Regions from separate parts of the Pan troglodytes genome. Here region 1 is linked to region 2. The links are chromatin contacts, called in public Hi-C maps. All regions are on one chromosome and are shown on one strand. The core of a region is the stretch at or near the end of the contact, and the rest is flanking DNA. Distances in the headings are between cores, read along the strand shown. Region 1 overlaps RHOJ (ras homolog family member J). Region 2 has its middle 600 kb from the start of KCNH5.

What was found. A called contact is a pair of places that touch in the nucleus more often than the background predicts.
Region 1: a contact with region 2 is called in a Hi-C map of induced pluripotent stem cells, with 3 times the contacts expected there. The contact joins two enhancer-like sites. A contact is called at or near these places in 2 of 7 Hi-C or Micro-C datasets (both in induced pluripotent stem cells).

Annotation. Positions count from the first base shown.
Region 1 is chr15:61,262,019-61,265,005 of NHGRI_mPanTro3-v2.0_pri, forward strand. The region is part of intron 5 of RHOJ (ras homolog family member J); the gene reads left to right. Among named protein-coding and RNA genes, the nearest start is that of GPHB5, 32 kb to the right of the region's middle. Within about 2 kb of position 1,668, at least 3 of the 24 cell types and tissues checked have an H3K27ac peak or open chromatin away from gene starts, as enhancers often do. A contact at or near this core is called in induced pluripotent stem cells, where this site is marked.
Region 2 is chr15:60,437,557-60,440,454 of NHGRI_mPanTro3-v2.0_pri, forward strand. No RefSeq gene overlaps it. Among named protein-coding and RNA genes, the nearest start is that of KCNH5, 600 kb to the right of the region's middle. Within about 2 kb of position 1,400, at least 1 of the 24 cell types and tissues checked has an H3K27ac peak or open chromatin away from gene starts, as enhancers often do. A contact at or near this core is called in induced pluripotent stem cells, where this site is marked.

The DNA.
Region 1 (2,987 bases), core at 418-2,917, 820 kb after region 2:
ACAAAGTCAAAAACTTCCAATCCAGCTCTGTGGACATCACCACCCATGTACCTGACCGTCACGTAAATGACCTCCAACTGTGTATCTTTCCTTGGGTGAAATGGGTTTATGCCTGTAGGTGCTTCTACCTTCTCCTCAAACATTCAGCCTCAAATGCTCTCATTAAGATACCTAAATATGTAGCTCCATAAATAATTGTAGGTTGTTCCTTTCTACACATTTTTCACAGCCAGGCTGTCCCCATTGGCCGCCATCAGCTTCTTGCAGGAACTCACGTTCTGTGTTCCTTCATGCCGTCAGCTTCCTAGCCTCACTTCTCATTGGGGAAGTTGTTTTTTTTCTGTCTGAAAAGAAGTCGTTTCAAAGCCTCCCATCTCATTTCATACTTATTTTTGGAACAATGGCTGAGTTCACCATTTATATTGCCTTTTGCTAGTTTCTCCTAGCAACTGCTCTCAGATACAGACGGAATCATGTTTAGCTTACAAAATCCAATTTAGAAGAAAACCTAGCAAGATTTTAACTTGTTTTATCACAATTCGTGTAATTATAGAGATGCTTTAAGTTTCTCTACTCTCTGACTTTTCTGTCAAGTAGTTTATAATCTCAGCTAGCATTTATGGAGTGTTTATAATGTGCTAGGCTTGGTGCCAGGCGCCTTACAGCCTTTGTCTTAATTAATCCTCACAGCAACCCCCTGAGGTGTGTATATTATTATCTCCACTTTCCTACAAGAAACTGAGGCTCAGAGAGGTTAAGATCGCCCAGCTAGCAAGTGGCAGAGTGAGGATAGAAAACTGTGCTTTAACCACCCGCTCTTCTGCCTCCCTCCTATAATCTGAAAAGAAACCTTTAGGTTTGGGGCTTCTTTTTTATATACTGGAGTCCCTTATTTTCATGTGCAAAGTTCCCCCACAACTTAAAGGCTTTGCAAGTTCAGATTTTTCATATCTGATTCTTTCTGTTCAATACTTTTCCATTTCCAAAGCATTCTCCACCTAACATCTCTTTTTGGTCTCAAAGGGTGTTTTATTTTCAAAGGACATTTTTATATCATACATATTTACAATTCTTTATACTCCAAAGTCAACCACATTTACATATTTTGCACTAATTTATTATAAATATTCATTATTCTTTGACTTCTTTTATCCTCCCTCTTTTTATTACTGTAGTTTTTAATCCTCAGCCTACTTTTCCCATTCTTTTACACATTTGTAACTGTCCCTATTGCTGCTAGAATTATTAAACAACAATTGATTAAGCACCTAATATGTGCCAGGTGCTATGCTGGATGCTACACTGTTTAGTTCTAAGATTGTAATTCTTTGTGCGTTCTCTTTCCCAGTTCCATCTAATACAGTCCAAACATGATCTTCTAAGTTCAGACTTTCTAAGGTATTTTTTGATACAGGAATTTGCCATTTTTTTTTTTTTAATCTCTGGGTTCTCTTTGCCCTCTCCGGCCATCTTCTTCACACTGTGCCTTTTGTTGTTGTCACTCTTTAACTTGGCACCTGCTAAGTTTCCTGCTGGGTTTTTAACATGCGCAGGTGGGATTTAAAGCAGCAAAATTGCTGCAAACATCCTGTCATCAATGTTCAGTCACGTTAATCAACTGGAGTCTTTAATGCCCTCTTCCTGACTGGAAGAGTCACTGCCACCTGCCTTGTGCTGGCCATTTTCCCTTTCTCCCTTGGTCATTGAAAGTCACTTCACCGCTGGTGTCTGGGTTACAAAGGCCAGAAGAGGAGGGAGACAGGCAAACAAAAGCATGCCACCTGGATAAACACAGTAACACACATCTGGGCAATGTACCAGGTAGCACAGAAGAGAGAGAGACTAATACATTCACGGAAGGAGCTTTCAGAGATTTCTTTAACCAGTTAACATCTTATCCAGGTTTGAAGGATGAGGAAAAGTTTTTCAGGTGGGCAAAGGGGTCTGGGGAGGGCACAAAATTCTAGACAGGGAGACCATGACATGCAAAGGCATCCTTTAAAGCATAGGGAGCAGATTGGCAACTGACGGGCCAAAGTTCACCCACAAATGTTTTCATCACTCCAAACACGTATTTTTAATGCAATTTAGTGGCCAACATTTAACAGTTTGGAAACATATTTCTAGCTTCTTAAAGAAATTCGGAAGGTCGAGCAACTCTAGCCCAGCATTTCCTCATCAACAGAAACTGTTAAACAGTCTCTTAGATTAAGCATGTATTCTTCAGTCTGCCACAATCCCCACCACTCCATATTATCCTATACTCAAGTAACACACTTTACATTAGCCACCCTTGAATTGGCATCTCTGCATTATAGTCTTCAAAGATCAGCAGCAAATCTGTCTGGCCTAGAAATGTTTTTCCTCTTTCACCAATTTGATCATAATGCTGACTTGTTGAGATGGCGGCTTTTCTCTTACAACCTGTTTGGTTCTTTTTCTTTTTCTTGGCTCTCTATTTGCCTTCTCTGTGTGCCTTTGCTAATTCTCAAATGAGGAATACAGAACTACTCTGCTACTAGCCATTTCTTTAGATACGAGCTTACTCTGTTTATTCCACTAACATCTTCTCTTCTTTTCTCTCCATTTACAGGACATGCCTTCCTTCTTCCCTTCTCTCATCACCTTTACTATATCCGTAACAGCTTTGCCCATTTATTCATTAATTTTGCTCTTTCAGCCACAATTTCATTACATTTGCTAGAGACAGCCCAAAAGAGTAGTTAAGACTTTGGCTCAGGAGGCAGACAAATTCGAATCTCTGCCATTTTCTTAGTTGTGTGGCCATAAGGGAGGTTACTTAGCCTCTCTGGGTATCAGTTTCCTGAGCTGTGAAATGAGGATGGTGACAGACTTTTCCTTGTAAAGTTCTTGTGACAATGAAATTAGCTCATGTACCACAAGGTCCAGCTCAGCAAACTATAGTTGCTGTTGAATCCATGAGCCCTCTCAGACATGTCTACAGCTGGGAAGATCTCTTTGCCTTT
Region 2 (2,898 bases), core at 150-2,649:
GGTAATTTATACGTTTCCATTTCTTTGGTGTCAGTTACTTGCAAATTATTGTGTTCTTGTAGTGGTGTCATGTTTCCTTCCTTTTTCTTCTTTGTTATGATCCTGTGTTGATGTCTGCACATCTGATGGAGCAGTTGACTCTTCAGTTATATATTTCTGGCTTTCATAGGGAAAGACTTATGTGTAAATGAGTTGGAACTAAGATGTCAGTTGGACAGAGTGTGTTGGCTCTGGGTTCAGGTGGGCATGGTATTATAGTCTACATACATGTTCTTCAATTGTGATCAATGTCAGTGATGACTGCAGGCACCTCAGTGGTCTGGGCTTCAGGAGACTGTGGCAGGGGTGGTTGCAGGGTTGGTTGTTAGAGTTCATAGTGGCAAACTTTTTAGGAGTCTTTTATTTTCTTTCCTCACAGTGGGAGACTTAGCTGATGGGGTCCTCATTGGTGTTGGGTCTGACACGGGCCATAGGCAGCTCAGGAGCACTATGTTCCAGGGTACAGGTGCTCAGAATGGCTGTGGAGCTGGTATACTGGATTCAGTGTCCTGTTGAACTATTGTAGCACCTTTGATAAGAGTGAAGGTTTACTCTCTGAGGCACAGTGGATGCAGCTCTCCCACCAAGCTGAGGACTGTAACGCTAAAGGCACTCTCCAGTAGCTCAGCCACAGGAGACAGAGATGTAACTGTGACTCCGATCCTCCAGCACTGGCAAAACTCCAGGAAAGGAGGAGTGTTTCACAGGTTCAGGCCCCAGGAAGAGGGCACAACTGCAATCCAGGTCCTGGAGCCAGCAGAGCTCAGTGGCAAGTTGGGCACAAGAAAAAGGAGATATTGCATAGTGGTGACTGGACCCTGGAGTAGTGGGACACAATAGTGGCCCAGGCTCTGTACATCCTGTTGCAGCAGCAGCAAAGACCCAGGAATGGTAGGAAAGCTGTGACTTGGGCCCTAGGTGGTACAGAACACTGTAAGCATGGTGCCACTCCCCAAGGAGATAGGATATCTTAGCAACTCAAACTCTGGAAGGCTGGTTCTGATCTAGGGAGGTAAGGCACTGTGGATCTTTGGCCCAGAGGGTGAAGAAGCACAGCTCAGGAAGGCTCTATTTCCTTGGTGGGGCAGGGTGCTATGTCAGCTCAAGCACAAGGAAGGTGTGGCTGTTGTACTGGACTGATGTTCCAATTCTGGGAGAGGAAGAATCAGGTGGGACCCTGGGTTGGTTCAGGTCCTAGAGGATGAGGTTGCTATGCAGACTTGGGTGTAGTTTCTCTCTTTCACAATGATCCTGGTACCCAGGGAGATCAGAGTGCCACACTGGGTTGGACGCCAAGGTTATGGCTCCTCTCTTCATCTGGAACTCCAATTTCAGGAGGATGAGGCACCAGGTTGACTCAGGCACTAGGGGGCACAGTTGCTCCACTGGCTCAGGCATGGATTCTCTGCTGAGCCAGAGCACTTGGTCCCTGAGAGGCAGGACACCCCATGTGCCAAGGTTGCAGCTGCTCCCTTGGGTAGAAGCTCCAATTTCCTCAGCACAAGGCACCAGATTAGTTCAGGTGCCAAGGGTATGTAGCTGCTCTGGTAAATCCATTATATCTTACTCACTGGGCTGAAGGGTATGGTCCCTGAGGGGCAGGGTGCTGTGTTGGCTGTGCACGGGGTCACAGCTACTCTCAAGCCAATGCTTGATTCCTGTGGAGCAGGCGATAGGTTGGTTTGAGCATCAGGGAGAACAGCTGCTCTGCTGGGCCTAGTCTTTGAGTAGCTGGGGTTGAAGGGAGCAGCAATTGGGATTGGGGAAGTGGAATGCTTCCTATGCAGCTTATTTCAAGATGGTAGGGGGCTACAGAAGCTCAGTGAGGAAATGGTATCCTACCATGTGTGTGAAAGTGGGGGTGCAATGATGGCAGAGCCTCAGGGATGGAGGGATACAATGGCTACTGGCCCCCAGAACAGAACACACTCTAGCAGTAGCTCTGGTTTTAACATGTTGCAGTGCAGGAGCAGTTTGATTCACAGGGTGCAAGGTACAACATAGGCTCATCTGGAGTAGTGCCTCCATGTGAATTCTATGCAGCTCCCTTAGCTGGGCTCAGGGTCTTTGAGGGCTGCAGGATCCATTAGTAGTGAAGACTGTGAGTGTCCTCTACAGTGATGGAGGCTGCTAGGGGCCTTCTGCTTATCTTTTCCTTGCAAGGAGAAGTCCCTCCTGGTCCCAAGCTGATCTCAACTGAGGAGGAAGAGGGTATGGTGGATACATGATGTTTCTTTCTCTTCTGGATGTGTACATCCTGAGTTTCTGTGCTCCACAGAGTTTCTGCCACTCCCTTGCTGTTCCCCAGCACTCTCCTTTAGTCACTGTGGTTGAAATGTAGTTGTTCATTCATCATTTGGGTCCTTTTTTGTTGGGGGCAAGTGTTAGGCACCTCTAGTGAGCTGTCTTGCTGACATCACTCTCTGTAGCATTTAATAATGGAAAATTTATTTGTAGAACTATGCCTGTCCTACATCTTCTTTCTCTTATCTTTCTAAACTGATTATTTGAATATTGGACATCTAGGACTGAATCTTTAATCTTTGCTCTCTTGTTCTTCACATCTTATTGCTGTTTCTATTTCTAAGAAATTTCCTTAAAATTATTTTATACTGAATTTCTCATTAATAGTAACTTTTAAGTGCTCTTTTATACTTTCTCAGAATATATTATTTTAAAGCTTCTTGAAACTGTTATTGCAAAATTATAACTGAGACAGTGAAAGAGATCTTACCTAACCAACTCTGTCTTACTTCTAACCTCCAAGCTGTCCTTGTGCATTCCTGGGTGAAGGCTGAACTAACTTTAAGAGGAACTTAGTTTATAGTTTAAAACAAAGACAATAACAGCCCTTTCCCA